Regions from separate parts of the Triticum aestivum genome. Here region 1 is linked to region 2. The links are chromatin contacts, called in public Hi-C maps. All regions are on one chromosome and are shown on one strand. The core of a region is the stretch at or near the end of the contact, and the rest is flanking DNA. Distances in the headings are between cores, read along the strand shown. Region 1 holds the start of LOC123145871 (protein TIC 55, chloroplastic). Region 2 holds the start of LOC123145868 (autophagy-related protein 18b).

The links. Hi-C and Micro-C count contacts between places; a contact is called where the count stands out from the background.
Region 1: a contact with region 2 is called in a Hi-C map of leaf, with 5 times the contacts expected there. The contact joins the promoter of LOC123145871 here to the promoter of LOC123145868 in region 2. A contact is called at or near these places in 1 of 5 Hi-C or Micro-C datasets (leaf) and 1 of 1 datasets of contacts at active chromatin or transcription factors (leaf).

What each region holds. Positions count from the first base shown.
Region 1 is chr6D:458,520,077-458,524,246 of IWGSC CS RefSeq v2.1, forward strand. It overlaps LOC123145871 (protein TIC 55, chloroplastic), which reads left to right and starts at 2,257. Exons shown (of 3, transcript XM_044565382.1): 1 at 2,257-2,780; 2 at 2,970-3,072; 3 at 3,177-4,170. The coding sequence starts at 2,374.
Region 2 is chr6D:458,247,557-458,251,430 of IWGSC CS RefSeq v2.1, forward strand. It overlaps LOC123145868 (autophagy-related protein 18b), which reads right to left and starts at 1,868. Exons shown (of 11, transcript XM_044565376.1): 1 at 1,660-1,868; 2 at 1,462-1,535; 3 at 1,034-1,107; 4 at 770-879; 5 at 53-144. The coding sequence starts at 1,718.

The DNA of each region.
Region 1 (4,170 bases), core at 1,007-3,506, 270 kb after region 2:
TTTTACACTAGACTAATATCAAAAATGCTCTCATATAATGGTACGGAGGAAGGAGTAGTTCATGCATGCAGCAGTGACGCGCGACAGATGGGCAACGGATGATGGACAGACACAATCGTGTCTCTTGTGCTACAGAGAAGTGAGCGCCGCTGTACACGCTGGAACAGTTCTTGGGTGGTCGATGCGGGAGCACTGTTATGGAGTGATTAGAGGGAAAAGCTTAAAAATATGTCTAAATTTTCATTATTGCCATCTACTTTATTTTTGCCAAGAGCATTCGTTAGGACGTGCTTACAAATGACCGTTGTTTTTTTATTTAAAAGATATTTAGTTATTGTTGGAATACATTAATATGTCTAAATTTTCATTAAAATTCTAGGTTGGGCCGAGCTTAAAAATGCCCAACCTTTTTTATTTAAAACATTATTTATTTATTTTTGTAATATATTATGTCTATATTTTCATTAAAATTCTAGTTGGGCCTTCGGACCAAAAGCCATATCCCGAGCCCTTGGTCGTCCTGTCCTGAACCCTAGAATGTCGTCAACGAATTCTCCGTCGCCTCCCCTGCCTCAACCCACCTTCTTCTACACCCTTGTCTCCCTTAGATGGCGATGAAGCTCCATCCTTGCCCAGCACATGGTCGGTGGCTCTGTTCTTCCCTAACATCACTGCCTTCGGCTATTTCTAGTCGATGGTGGACCTTGTACCCAAAGGGTATAACAGAGGGTGGGGGGGGGGGGTCTTGTTTTGGGTGTAGCAGCAACATCTAGTCGTCATATTTTAGACATGTAGGAACCAGAAGCGTGCGGATGGTGGCTGTGCTACATTCATATGGACAACACGACATCACTTGGCTGGTGTGTGCACCAAGCATGTGCCAGGGCGATTGCACTTTAGTGATGTGTGAGCACGCCACGACATGGACATTTGCGATATGGTCTCTAAGATTGATAATGGAGGTATGTCGTCCTGACAGGTTCGACGCCCTTTGGGGTTGCTCCTCTTACTACCACTGGTGGCAATGGGTTTTTTCCTCCATTTGAGGTGGCAAGAGAGAGATATCTCGTCGTGTGTGGTATTTTGTGTGTGATGCAGCAGTGGGGCTTTGAGCCACTGGTGCAGACATTGGCTCAGCCGTATGAGAGGGAGGACTACTAATTTGGTTTGATATAAGATATCGGTCAAGTCGCTGGAGGAGTTCCGGCAGTAGCCTAGGTGGCTATCTATGGCGGAACTAGTCACACCACCGTGGATTCTTCTAAAATAACCGGTGGGGTATCTTTTGTAAGATCCACCATCAAGAAAATGAATAGAGCACCACTCCATATGGAACCTACATTCCGACCTTAACTCGATGGAGCCAACAATAATGTTAATTTTGTGTTGACCCGTGTTGATGCTCTCAGTTATTGGTTGGATTTGACATTAGGATGAAAAGGATAAAGATGTGGCTAGATCTCAGTTGATTGGTTTAGCTAAATTTCACCCCACTGACATCAGTATATGATGTTTGCCTTTTTTTTTTCCTTTTTCTTGTCTTTGTGTTTTCTATACTTCCTTTTCTTCTTTCGCGCGTGTCTAACAAGGGATGTGCAACTGTAGGATGTGTGACTGCTGAGATATATGTAATTATAGTTGCCCGGCCGACCGAGATATGCAATTGTAGTTGTGCCCGTCCGACAAGGATATGCAAATGTAGTTGGGTGCCAGCAACTGTACTTGAGTGGAAAAGAGCAAAACTAGAACACAAGATGTATTAAAAACAGCGTAAAAGGTGCACTATGAAATGATAAAAAGCGGGTAATGAAAAAAATCCGAAAGAATATCCACATAAATTGACGAGTGTAATGTTAATCAAGATTTAACTAATTCAATCGATTAAGAACCAACAAATCCAAGAGGAAAAGAAAACCATATTCAGGCGCAAGGATGCACTTTATTCCTTTTTTTCTCTCGAAAAGGACCATATCTATTATAAAGATTCACCAAGAGTACAAGAAACCTCAAATACAGACGTTTATCTCAAAAGAATGCTGACTTGACCCTGAATGTTTTGGTCACTTTCTCATAGGTCGCTCTTTGTTTGGTCATTTATCTAATCTGTCGGTAGAATATTTTTGAACTTGTCGCATAATGTCAAATTTGTCCCGGATGCGTGTGGAACTCACTCGCCAGTTTGCACGACAGGGACACAGGCGACTCGCCAGAACCTCTATTGAGTCTCATATATACGTACGTGTAACGTAGCGGGAAGCAAAGAGTCGTGTGTCTGCATGCAAACCCACGAGGCCTCTACAGTTTTTTTATCCGGGGCATCGAGCGGGCGAGCTCTGTGCGCCAACCAAACCACCACCACAGACCAGACCAGACATGACGCCCCCTCCTCCCACCACCGCGCTGCCCCGCCCCTCCCTCCTCCTCGCGGTCTCCTCCGCCGCGCTCAAGATCTCCTCCGCGGCGGCGAGCCCAGCGCGTGGCGTGCGGTGGCAGGGGGTCGGGGTCGGAAGGGGGAGGAGCCGCGCCGTCGGGAGGTGCTGGGCGGCGGCGGTGGAGGAGGCCGGCGCGCAGGAGCAGGACGGCGTGCTGCTCCCCCAGGAGGGGGAGGGGAGCGAGGCGGCCGGGAGGTACGACTGGCGGGAGGAGTGGTACCCGCTGTACCTGTCCAAGGAGGTGCCCGACGACGCGGCGCTCCCGCTCACCGTCTTCGACCGCCAGCTCGTGCTCTACCGCGACGCCGCCGGCGTGCTCCGCTGCCACGAGGACCGATGCCCGCACAGGTAGACGAGTGTGTCAGTACTTATCTCGTTTCAGTATAAAATCCCAATTCGTGCATCTAAACTTAGAAATCCATCTTCATTCGAGCAGATGAAACTAGATCGCCATGATTGATAACTGAAGTTATAATACTGTGTAGCTCCGATCCTCTAACTGATCGCATGATCCAAACATGGCCGATTGCACTGCAGGTTAGCCAAGCTGTCAGAAGGGCAGCTCGTCGACGGCAAGCTGGAGTGCCTCTACCATGGCTGGCAGTTCGACGGCGAGGGCAAGTGCGTCAAGATCCCGCAGGTCTTGTCTCGTCCTGCACTTCTTTCGAATCAAGTTCATTCATGGATCAGTACTACGAACGCATGAGAAAATTCATGTGTTTGATTTGATTGATGCGCATGCAGCTGCCTGAGGGCGCCAAGATCCCGCGGAACGCGTGCGCGCGCAACTACGAGGTGCGGGACTCGCAGGGGGTGGTGTGGGTGTGGATGTCGCCGGCGACCCCGCCGGACGCCAAGAAGCTGCCGTGGTTCGAGCCGTACGCGCGGGCGGGGTTCACGGACCTGTCCACGGTGCACGAGCTCCCCTACGACCACTCCATCCTGCTGGAGAACCTCATGGACCCGGCGCACGTGCCCATCTCGCACGACCGCACCGACTGGACGGCCAAGCGGGAGGACGCGCAGCCGCTGGCCTTCGAGGTCGCCGAGCGCACCGCCCGGGGCTTCGCCGGCCACTGGTGGCGCGAGCGCGCGCCGCACCTCCGCAACCTGCTCCGCTTCGAGGCGCCCTGCGTGCTCACCAACACGCTCGAGTTCGTGGACAAGGACGGCAGGGAGCAGTGCTTCTCGGCGCAGTTCCTGTGCCGGCCGGCCGGGCAGGGGAAGTCGATGCTGCTCGTCCGGTTCGGGTCCACGGCGAGGTCGCCGCTGCTGAGGGTGCTGCCGAAATGGTACTTCCACCAGAACGCGTGCAAGGTGTTCGAGCAGGACATGGGGTTCCTGTCGTCGCAGAACGAGGTGCTGCTCCGGGAGAAGGTGCCCACCAAGGAGCTCTACCTCAACCTCCGCTCATCGGACACCTGGGTCGCCGAGTACCGGCGGTGGATGGACAGGGCCGGCCACGGCATGCCCTACTACTTCGGCCACAGCACCATCTCGCCGCCGCCCGTGCCGGCCGTCGTGGAGCAGGCGCCGGCGGGGGCCGCCGCGGGCATCTCCGCGTCGTTCCCGGCCAAGGGCGGCTTCGGCACGCAGCACGCGCCCAACCCGACCAGCAGGTACTTCCGGCACGTCGTGCACTGCAAGGGGTGCAGGGACAGTGTCAACAGGTACACCGCCCTGAAGAAGGCCTTCGTCGTGCTCGCTGCGGTGGCTGCCGCCGCGGCCGTCTTGGCGG
Region 2 (3,874 bases), core at 618-3,117:
TCTGGAATAGTAGTATGAGCCGCAATTTGAAAATTTTGGGTAGGATGCTTACCTTTAGGATTATGTACCGTGTCAATTTCCTCCAAGATACGAGTGCTGTTTAGATCATAAATAAAGGTCTTGTCCTGCAAAACAACAATAAGCCTGCACATAATGTGACAACCTTTTTTATAATAAAACTCAATGAGAAAAATGCATGCATAACATCCCTGGTCCAAAACTCGATAGACATACAACAATTACACAAGTAAAAATTTTTGTTATCACAGGAAGTCAGGAACTAATGGATAGAAGCATCTTTTACATTTTCTTTTTGCGAGGAATAGATAGAAGCATATGATTAAGCGTCATGATCTCTGACAGCATTGTTAATTAGAATGGACCTGCTAGACTTCTCTTCTCAAATTGCAGGATATATAAAGAACATAGAGGCTGATTGGTTTGCTACCAATATTTGGCAAGCCAACATTTGGCAAAACCAAAAGTTGCCAACATTTGGCAAAACCAAAAGTTGCCAACATTTGGCAACCTTCTGTGAGATTGACAACGAAAATTGGTATGCAACCAATCTCTAGCCAATATTTGGCAGTTGCCAAAATTTGGCATGCCAACTTTTGGCAACAAACCAATTAGGCTCATAGTCATCACTAATGTACGACAGTCTTAAATGTGCTCAGGCAATCTAGAGATGGACCTAATTAGTAACAGGTGAGTGAAATACTAGCTAGGGTACTCAGTCTCTTCTAGACAGGAAGGATTGGTGGTGTACCTCGTTCTACTAAACCGAACAGCCAAAATTGTACTCCTGAAGTTCAGATCCTTCTTTGAGGCGCCTGTAATGGTATTGAAGAGGCAAAGGCGACGAGGAGACCGTGAAGGCTGCAAAAGGCAATTTGAACCAACCACGTCATCCATGTAAAACTTGATTCCTCAAACTTCAACCGCACAACAACGAACAAATCGATTCGTCGAACTTCAACCGCACAACAGGGAACAAATAGAACGAAAACGAGGAAAAGAGCGCGTCAGATACCTGCTCCCCAGTTCCGACCATAGCGATGAGGTTCGTAGCAAACCACAGCTCCACGACATTCAGTCCTCCAAGTTCTGCAACCACAGAAGAGGCACATACGGTTTAACGCATTAGCTATTTATGATAAATTCATAGAGCGATAGTTATTGCCTAGGCGGGTTTAGTCACCCAATAATGCGTTGACAGAAAGGGAATTTGCATTGCTATCTGGTTCTACCCTCTACCAATGCACAATGATTGTGTTCACAACTAGTCTGAATTAGGCAGGAAGCACAAAGCAACCTTGATTGTTCAGCATAAGCTTCTACATAGAAGTAGCCGGTTTTACACTAGGAGCTACACAATTAACTTGTTCCAACTTCTAAGTACAATTGGATATTCGCAGTGAACGACTGCTATGAGGGGGAGAGCTCTGAAGCAAGCCTTACTGTTGTCGTTGCAGAGCCTCCCGGTCCGGGCATCGAAAATCTTGAACCCTTCCTTGGTCCCGACGGAGAACATGCTGAAGCAAAGCACAGGCAAACCCAGAGTCAGACCCAGCGCTCCCCTCCGGCGAATCCGACCCCCCAGACCCGCCGGAATCGAGCACGAGAGCGCATATCCCGCCGCCCCGCTCCCGCGCGTACCTGTTGTCCTGGTTGAAGGAGACGCAGAGAATCTGGGGCCGGGACGAGCCGCTCGCCATCGCCGGCGCCGCCGCCTGCTCGCTCGCCGGAATCGGATTTTCTTTTTCTCTCCTCCGCGGCTGAAGGGGAAGTTCGGTTGCGCCGCCTGCGTGCGTGTCCGGGAATAAAGTAGTGAAAATATTCGGCGGTGGGATGGCTTTACGTGTAGCTTCTTCCCCGTTTCGTAGCCCAGTTGGGCGCCTTTGCGTGCGTCGTGGACAGATTAGAAGCTTCGGTTTAACGGTAAAACCAACGGAATCCGTTTTGGTAACGGCTCATACTCCTTTTTTTCTTGGCAAAATGTTCAGACTCCTGGAGAACAGAAGGACTTTTTTTTTTAAGAATGAAAAAAAAAAAGACATACTAGAGTGAGATTGTTGTAAGTTTTCTGAGACACGGCAGTTTTTGGCAATGAAATTTGTGTATTTGAAGAGTGCCTCAGGCGTACGAAATTACATTTTCTTAAGTGGATGGATACAGATTCATCACGCCACGTGTGAAAAGCAGTCACACTTTTATTATGAGGATTTATTATTACATGAAATAGTTCGAAAAACTATGTGCTTTCATGTGAAAATAGTTTTGACCACTATAACATGATGGAGATGACTTTTTGGACATCCAATATCATGGGGAAAATAGGTTTTTTAGTGGTTTGTAAACTTGTTTATTTTCTTTAAGCAAAAGGGCAGTGCTATGTTGTATTCCCACGTTAGAAAATTCCTTATGTCGAGGTAAGAGCATCTACAACCGGACATATCAAATATGACCCCTTAAACGCCCGCGGACGCGCCGGGTCAGTGACCGGGCGTGTCCATTTTGAGCCCTCATTTATCCGTCCGCGCAACCACACTCCTTATTTTTCTCCTCATATGTCCAGTCACTTGCACGTGATTGGTGGAGACGAAGAGAGAGAAATAAAAGATTAAATAAAGAAAGAGAAAAGGTGGTCCGGGATGGGGCCGCGTTCTACGTGGCGGACTGCCCGAGCGTGCCCGGGCGCGTCCGCGAGCCCTCATATCCTCCCCATATTTAAGATGGATATGAGGGTTCGCGGACAACCCGGGCGTATAGAGATGATATGAGGGGTCTGGTTGGGTCACATTTTTCCTTTTCTCTCATGTCTGGTCACTGACCGGGCGCGTCCGCAGGCGTATGAGGGATGGTTTGAGGCGTCCGGCTGTAGATGCTCTAACAGTTCATATGTTTATTGAAAGAGTTGACTCGGTGAGCGTTAAATCCCCAGCTACATTGTGCTACACGTCCAATGATGCGTGTGAGCAATGAGTTCATTAGGGAAGCAGATGTATTTTTTTCTTAACTCTTAGTTTTAGAAATAGTTGAAAAGGAGGCCATAAAATAGGCATGACACATTGTTGGAAAGTGAAAAAAAATATTATATGTGAAAGTGCTAGTTATCGACTAGAGGGGGGTGAACAGACGGTTTTTATGAAAGTCTTCAAAACACGGGGGCTTTGAAGACAAACAATAGAAATGAACCCATTGATATGCAGCGAAAGGTAGACTACACAAGACAAGCCATAGTCAAGTAAGCAATGAAGTGAAAGTACGAAGACTATCAGCAGCTAGATAGTATGGATCAGGATGGAAGATAGTATGAAGCCAGACAACAACAGTCTTCGCACAGTGAAGACAATCAGATCATGCAAGCAGGCAATGACTTCACGAAGACAAACTGTAAAGTAAAGAGATGGGAAGGATAGAACCAGTTGCTTGGTGAGGACAAGGATTTGGTAGACCAGTTCCAGTTGCTGTGACAACTGTACGTCTGGTTAGGGAGGCTGAGATTTAACTCAGAAGACCGTGTCTTCACGTTATTCCCCTTGAGCTAAGAACACTTAGTCCTCGCCCAATCACTCTGGTAAGTCTTCAAGGTAGACTTCCAAACCTTCACAGACTTCGTTCACTGGCAATCCACAATGGCTCTTGGATGCTCAGAACGGACGCCTAACCGGCTGGAGGATTCACAGTCCTCAAGTGTAACAAGTCTTCAGATCACGCGGACAGAAAGACTTCAGTGATGCCTAACACTCTTTGGCTCTGGGTGTTTTGGGCTTTGTCCTCGCAAGGATCTCTCTCTCTCAAATGCTTCGGAGGTGGGTTGCTCTCAAACGACAAAAGCCGTGCACTAACTCTAAGCAGCCACCAATTTATG